Regions from separate parts of the Sus scrofa genome. Here region 1 is linked to region 2. The links are chromatin contacts, called in public Hi-C maps. All regions are on one chromosome and are shown on one strand. The core of a region is the stretch at or near the end of the contact, and the rest is flanking DNA. Distances in the headings are between cores, read along the strand shown.

Region 1 (3,961 bases), core at 820-3,319, 260 kb after region 2:
CAAGACTTTCCACGGGAATCAGTCTGGCCCTCAGTCCCACTGGGAGCAGCTCTGCAGATGACTGAGCAGATCCAGCCCGGGGACCACAGTGCTGGGCAGCCTGCCTGATTTCAAGACACCTAGGCCCTCCCTCACCAGCCCCAGCTTCCGGAACAGTTAGGAATTTCTGACTGACAACCAGGTCCTACAGTATAGCACAGGGAACTATATTCGATATCTTATAACAACCTATAATAGAAAAAAATCTGAAAAAGAATACACATCTATCTTTACACATGTGTATGTACAACTGAATCACTTTGCTGTAGACCTGAAACTAACACAACGTTGTAAACTACCTATACTTCAAGTTTAAAAAATGGTTATAAAAAAAATTCTTAACTAGATCAACTAAGTTTTCCCCATGACATTTTCTTAATCCTCTGATACATATATCTACTTGTCTGCTAAAACAAGAAGCAAAAAAAAGTAAAAGAAAAAATAGAATGTGCTGGTTCAACAATGGTTTTTCATACAAAGGTACAAACGATTTTGTTTTTTTTATTGGTTTTGAAGATACCACAGTTAAATTCTGTGCCAGCCAAGGTATTCTAATTTGCATACTGGAATTCCAGAAAAGGGCAGAGCCTGTGGCTCTGCAAAAGCCTGACTTGCCAGCAGGGAGAGGCTTGGGGAGTCTCTGAAGACCAACCTGCCAATGTCCAGAATTACAGTTGGGCGGGTGGGGAAAACCTCCAGCTCCCCGAGGGCCAGGGCTGGGGAGGGGGGTTGATTTGTTTCCCATTTACGACAAGAGTTCCAAAGGTGTAACCTCGGTTTGAAAACCCAAAAACCTTTAGCTTGTTGCTCCAACCAAAAGATGCCAGCCCAATACAAGATCAAATTAATGAAAGGACTGAAGCAGTAAACAGAGTTGAGGCCAACGAAATGATTTAAGGAAAAGACTTTGACTCCAAAATGGAAATATGAAACAATGCCCTCCAAGAGGCAGAGAACCTTGGGCCCTCGGTCCCGTCAGCCTTGCCTCCGAAGGAAGGTTGTGACCCAGGCCCTCTGCTACCTTCAAGGCAGGAGGCCTCCAGCTTCTGCAAAGCATGATCAGGAAAAGCTGAGTCCAGGAACCCATGCAAAAGTACAACAGGAAGTTCCTCTAACGAAACTGCAAGGAAGTAGAGGGTGCAGGGAAAACTTGTGCAAACGAAAAACGCTGGGGAGGAAACGGGTTTTTAAATTTTTTTTTCCTAATTCCAGCTTATACATTTCCCCAGAACAGGATGACAGTTTGCAGTTTGAGAGAAGTCTCCAGGGAATGTCTTACACAGTATTTTTCCCTCTCAGTTTGCAAACAGATCTCCTAAGGTTTAAGCTCGGGTGACCAGGCATGGCCTACTACATCGCTGTACAAAGCAAATCATCAAAACCCTTTTCTTAGGTCACCCCCTCCCCCCAAAAAAACCCGCAGAGCCTTTGGCCAAGGCGTCCCAAGGAGAGGCTGACACCTCCTTTCGAGGTCCTTCCAAAGCCGTCCCCCAGACGCTCCGGCCGCGACAGCCGGGAGTCCCCCGGGCGCCCCCAGGTCCCAGCGCCGAAGCCACGCCCGGTTCGCGAGCGCAGGACCCGGGGCCTCCCGACGAGGGCGGAACCGGCCTGCCCGCCGCCCGTCCGCCGCGATCGGGGCGCTGAATCCGGGTTCCCAGACCGCGCCGCGCTCGGCCCGCGCCCTCCGAGCGGCCCGAAGGAGTCTCTCCCGGGCCGGAGGGGCCGCCACCCACCGCGTCCCCGGGAGCCGTTCCAAAGTCGGGCCGAGCCGAGCGCCGGACGGGCTCCGGCGGGCGGGGGCGGCGCCGAGAGTCGAGCCGGGGGCCGGGGAGCGACCCGGGCCGCCTCCCTACCTTCTCCTCGCCGTCGTAGATGCGCACCCCGCGCTGCTGGATCACCAGGGTCTCGTTGATCTCCAGGAGGCCGCTGGTCCACACGAAGCGGTCCATGGCCGCCGCCTGGCCGGCCCCCGCCTCACTCCCGCGCTGGCGCTCCGGGGCGGCCAGCCGAGCGCCGGGCAGCCTGCGGCGCCCTCTGGCGGCAGGCGGAGAGGAGGCCGGCAGGGAGGGAGAGGTCCAGCCCGGCCGCCCTGGGGAGCGCGCGCCGCCGGGGGGCGGGAGGGCGCCCGGAGACCTGGAGACAAGCTTGGCGCGCCCTCTGGTGGTACATCCGCCAATGGCCCGGGGGGAACTTCCACCCCATCCTTTGTCCAGATGGGGCACAAACCCAGATCTTACAAAGGACTTCGAGGGAGCCCAGATTGCAGCCTGGACCTCCTTATTGTGCATTATTCCTGCATATTTGTGCCATTTCCTTCTCAGTGCCCAGCATGCTGTCATATTCATTCAAAGCTGTAAATGATGACTTTTTTCCCTAATGAATATTTATGACCTGAATTCTTTTCACATAGCTTCAGTCAGTGTATAAGTACTTATTTTGTGCTCTCCTCTTTTTTCCCATTAAAATCATCTTTATTTAAACACTTGCATTAACATAGACCTCATGAATTTACTCCAGATAATATTCAGTGTGTAGATGTCTTAAAATTTACCTGTGGGTTGGTCCCCACAAACTGGTCCCTGAGTGCTACTCCCATCTGCTGGGCCTCTTGCTGCTGTCCCTTTCATTTCTTTAGATATTTTACATTATAAATGAAGCACCTATATTTGTACTTCTGCAACTGAAATGCATTTTCCCCTTTAGGATTATTTTCTTAAAGTGTCTTCCCAAAGTAGAATTACAGCTTTAAAGAGACCCTGCTACATACTGGGGACTTATTTAGCTAGGATGTGCTGCCACCAGCAAGTCAGTCTTTACCCAGGCCAAGTCGCTTTGACTACATTGAGTGTTATCCCTTCTGTAAATTTTTTTACCACTCAACTGTTTATTCTTGTTTCCTTTGTGTGTGTGTGTGGATGAGGCTATTTCTGAATATCTGTTATTCTTTGATTATCTTTTAATCCAAAGGAAATCATCTCCCTGAAGCTAACAGCTCACACTGTACAAAATTGCTCAGGAACATGGGACAATTCATTGAGACCAAAGTAACACAGGTCAGGGGAGGAAAGGGTGCAGAAAAGGAGGTGGAGCTGCTGGGGAGGTTGGGCGACAGCAGGAGGGTGTGGAATCCTGGAAACCAAGTGGAAAGAGGGTACAGGCGGAAGGACGGGTGGGTCAGGGGACTGATCACTGCTTTTACCCTGTGGATGTTTGGTGGCCTTGGCAGGAGTGGGTCCAGTGGGGTGGTGGAAGACCATCTTCGTGGAGTGATTTTTTTAAAAGAGAAAAAGAGGAGAGGACTTACAGGCAGGGAACTAGACGAGCCTTTGGAAGAATTTGGTTGGTTTGGTTTTTATGTGTTGGTTTCTTTGCCCAGAAGCAGAAGGGGAAGTGAGATTGCCAGAGAGTTTGGTTGGTTGGTTGGTTGGTTGGTTGGTTTTTAAGGCGGAACAAATAATATGTGTGACTGCTGAGAGCAGTGATCGAAGTCAAAAACCTGATAAGTGATTGGTGGGGGATTTGATGGAGGGACCTCGCTGAGTGAAAGAAGAGCGCACCGGAGAGGGTCAGAGAGCTTTCTAATCAGAGGAGAGCAGAGAATGTGGGTCCAGACACTGATTTCTGTGGTGGCAACCTGCGAAGATTCTCTGGACTGTTGCAGGTTTCCCAGATGAGGAAGCAAAGCTAAGAGAGGGGAGTGAAGCGTGAGGGGCACAAGAGGGCCTTGATCGCTGTGGCTGAAATCTCTGTACACCGATGCCAAAGAGAAACGCGGAGACAGAGTTGAAAGAAAGAGGAAAAGTAGCTCTAATTGCCAGGCAGAGAGGGGACACAGCAGCAGGCAAGGACGGCGCCCTCCTTGGAGGGGACGATGAGGGGTCTTAGAGTGTTCAAAAACAGGGCATTAGCAGCTCATGGACCT
Region 2 (4,146 bases), core at 480-2,979:
ATACATTTCAATTTCTTATTCTCAAACCTCAAACTGACAAACCAGCAAGTCCTTACTCTTTTTTTTTTTTTTTTTTTTTTTTTTAAGGCTGCACTTGTGGCATATGGAAATTCCCAGGCTAGGGGTCGAATAGGAGCTGCAGCTGCAGGCCTATGCCACAGCCACAGCAACGCCAGGTCTGAGCCTTGTCTTCAACCTACTCCACAGCTCATGGCAACCCCGAATCCTTAACCCACTGAACAAGGCCAGGGATTGAACCGGCATCCGCATGGATACTAGTCAGGTTAGTAACCCACTGAGCCACAATGGAAACTCCCACATCCTTACTCTTAACACAATATAACAGCTCTATAAAAAGTCATAAAAAACAATATGACAATAAAGAAACTCCTATTTTTTTTAAAAAAAGGTTACTTTCTTTAAAAAAAATTCCTGGGTGTGATTCTAATTAATTTCCTCATTGAGCTACCTGCCATTTAACTAATCACCATTTGTAAGCTAAGCTAAAATGGAACAGAAAAGAATATTCAGGGGCCTCTTGCCATAAGCAGGTATTTCTGTATTCTAAAAATTGACATATTTTAAAAGCTTTCTTTTGTTAACATTAATGGCACCCTAATCCTCTAAGGCAGCCAGCTGAAATCTTTGCTGTCTCTCCTACCCTTATGTCATCATGTGATATCCTAGCAGTTTCACTTGTGCAATTCTTCTCCTCCATCCAGTTACTTCTTCCCATCCCCACTGCTCCTAACCTGCTTCAGGGCTGTACTTAGCCAAACTGGCCCCCAATCTTTCTATATGGAATATATATGCAGTAGAATTGTTTTCACAAACGTGAGTGTTCTCAGAGAATACGTACCAACATCAAGTATGCTGCAAATCTTTTTGTTGCCTGGCTAACTCCAACCCTTGGTCCTCCTTCAGATTTTATCATATTTCTTCTCTAGAAATTATACTCTGAACCTCTCCTACGATGATGAGGCGTCTTTATTTGCTCATCCAGCAATTACTTGTTCAATTAATTCTGTGCCACCTCCACTATCTCAGCCAGCACTCCACTATACTTGAACTGCCTACTTTGTGGAACTATACGCTCTGTGATGGCAGGACTGTGTTACCGGGGGGTAAGCGCTTTCAAAAATCAAGGTAACATCATCACAGTCTTGGGAGACTAAATAAATAACAACAACAAAAAAAAACCCTTTCGCTTTCTGGAACCTGGATAAAATGGGAAGTGGGAAGAGGGATGAGGCGCGGTATGTAGTAGAAGGAGCACAGGGCAGAGGACCAGGCCTAGCCACAGGAGCTGTTTCCTACGCACGCTATGACCTTGGGCAAGTCGTTTTATCTTTCTGGGATTTCCCTTTTCTCAGATATAAAGCAAAGGCTTCTAAGATCCTAAGGGTCAGAACATGGGCCCCAGGAAGCCTGAGAAAAGTAACAATGTACAGGAGCGGGGACAGGGGTTGCTTGAAGACCTGCGGGGCCAACAGCGCTGAAATGCGATACCTGACCGTTCCACGCAGAGAATCGAGCAGCAGGATGGCAGCCGCCGATGCCTCTGGGCCTCCGGAGCACAGAGGGAGGCGGGAAAGGGGGCGAAGAGGGATGACAGCAGAGACCCTCGGAAGCATCGCAGAGAAACCATTAAAACCGGGAACGCTGCAGCGAAGGTGCGTCCCCCGCCAAACACGCCCTCCACTCCTACTTCCGCTTCCCAGTCTGACGCGCTCCTTCCCCTAGTGTTCCGGAGGCAACAGGGGCCGGTAACTGTGTTCCGGGCTCGCCCGCGGCCGCGCTGAGCCCGCAGCCTGCAAGCGACTGCACCCTCGGCGATTCTAGTCCCGGAGGTGGAGTCAAATGAGGTCAGCCTGGGTGCGGTGCTGCAGGCGGGACCCTGACCCGAGAGCTGAGCGCTTGGAGGGAGCCATCAACTCTGCGAATACTGCTTTTCGGGCGGGAAAGATGAGGCGCAGAGCTGACCCTGTGGTGCGGCGTTTAGGGGAGAGGATCACAGCATTCATCGTATTGTAAAAATCATCGATTGCCACCGCGGAGACTTAAAGGGTTACCATGGGCCATGCTGTCGGATAAATTAGTATTTCCTTTCAGTCTCTGTTCTGGGCATAGAGTCAAAACATGAGATGCGTATGTTTCAAAAAAGGCTTTGGAAATAAAAAGATGCGGCTTTTTCCTGCCTCTTATGAAGGGATTGAACGGTGGTCCAGAAAGGATGTGAGGAATTCTCAGATCTGGAAGGGTGTGAGCATAAACGCGGTGAAAAATGCTGTCTAGTAAGTCACAAGGCAACCTAACCTGTAGCTTAGAATTCCATACTGTAGGTTGAATATTGACATCAGCATTTTGCCTAATGTCAAAAAAAAAAAAAAAATTCAAGATCAGTGGGGAATTTTTTGTGATGCTGAAAACACAGCTTACGTTGAGCAGATCTTGCTAAGATCCACTAGCCCTGAAAAACCTTTGTGACAATGCTAAGGACGTTACACTTAGGGATGCTTTTCCTTTTTTTTTTTTCCCTGCCTATAAGAAATGCGATCTTGGGGGGGGGGAGGTTCTTCCAGTTTCATTGAGATATAATTGAAGTCCAGCACCGTATAAGTTTAAGGTGTGCATCATGATTTGACATATACACCATGAAATGATTACCACATTAAAGATAATTAATAGAGTAGTTCTAATTGGCCACAAATTTTTAAAAAATGGAATGTCAGTACACTCCAAGAAAAAATAGATCTATCCTTTGAAAAACCATAACTTGTGCAATTGCGCAGAGTAATCATTTATGAAAGCAACAAAAACGTAGCCTAAAAGAAAATGATTTTCCTCCTCCTTCTATTCTGGCATTGATTCATTAGTCATTTTCTTCCCCAAGAAATGCACTTTCTAGAACAAAGTGCCTTTAGCAAGAGGCACCAAATCAACTTAAATAGGTCCCTATACGCATCAGTGACTTGGTGCTAAATGTCTCATGAAATTCTATGCTAATTAACTGGGCAAGCCTTCCATGAAAATGGAAAAAACAAAAACATTCTATATTCCATTTATCAACTGCTCTGTAACAGATCACCCCAATGACTTAAAACAATTTATTATTTGTCATAGTTCTATGGTTGAGGGAACTCAGTTTTGAGGTTCCTGTTTAAGGTCTCTTGTGTGGTTGCAGTCAGGTAGCAATTAGTCTGGAGTAGATTCCAAGATGGGTTTTTTATTCCCATATCTGATGGTTTGGCTGGAATGGCTGGAATAAATGGGCTGCCTGCACAATCTCCTCTTCCTCTCCCCTCCCCACCCCACTCTCCCTCTCCACATGGCCTCTGAAAGGTAGCAGCTTATGCCAGCCCAAAATATGCCCCTTTGGTTTAAGAATTATTTTGAGCAAACATAAAAAAAAGCTCTCTGCTTCCCCCTATTTGCCCAAAAGCAGGACATAAATTTGTGAAGCCATCGCCTCCCTCCTCTACTAAGAAAAACAAAAATCAATCAACAAAGACCATTCTAGACTCTTCTCAGCTCAGAGAGGGCACTAAAGGAATCCATGTAGCCAACCTTACTCACTAGCCTCTATTTTCTATTAGTTCCCCCATATTTTTGCTACCATAGAAACTCAAAATCCTTTGCTTTGGTTTTGTCCCTTTTTTCTTTTTTTTTTTTTTTTTTTTTTTTGTATTTTCTAGGGCCGCACCCGTGGCATATGGAGGTTCCCAGTCTAGGGGTCAAATCGGAGATGTAGCTGCCAGCCTTCACCACAGCCACAGCAATGCCAGATCCGAGCTGCGTCTGTGAGCTACACCACAGCTCAGGGCAATGCTGCATCCTTAACCCACTGAGCAAGGCCAGGGATCGAACCCAAAACCTCATGGTTCCTAGTGGGACTCAACCACTGAGCTACGACAGGAACTCTGGTTTTGTTACATTTCTAAAAATGTATTGCTCCTTGGTTAAGATGTTTTCTAGCCCCAAGGTATACTCAGTCTTTGGAGTTACTCACTTCTGAGTGCTCCCATATGTATGCATGATGCACGTGTTAATACATTTCCTTTTGTTTTTCTCAATATCCTGTCTTTTGCTAATCTAATTTACAGGGTCCCAGCCAATGAACCTAGGATGACTAAATGGAAAAGAGAT

What was found. A called contact is a pair of places that touch in the nucleus more often than the background predicts.
Region 1: a contact with region 2 is called in a Hi-C map of skeletal muscle, with 4 times the contacts expected there. The contact joins the promoter of VPS36 here to the promoter of MRPS31 in region 2. A contact is called at or near these places in 16 of 47 Hi-C or Micro-C datasets (alveolar macrophages, brain, embryonic fibroblasts and 8 more) and 2 of 2 datasets of contacts at active chromatin or transcription factors (alveolar macrophages and skeletal muscle).

Annotation. Positions count from the first base shown.
Region 1 is chr11:15,733,400-15,737,360 of Sscrofa11.1, forward strand. VPS36 (vacuolar protein-sorting-associated protein 36) reads right to left here and starts at 2,070. Exons shown (of 13, transcript XM_005668376.3): 1 at 1,893-2,070. The coding sequence starts at 1,988.
Region 2 is chr11:15,470,591-15,474,736 of Sscrofa11.1, forward strand. MRPS31 (28S ribosomal protein S31, mitochondrial) reads right to left here and starts at 1,730. Exons shown (of 8, transcript XM_001926103.5): 1 at 1,510-1,730. The coding sequence starts at 1,634.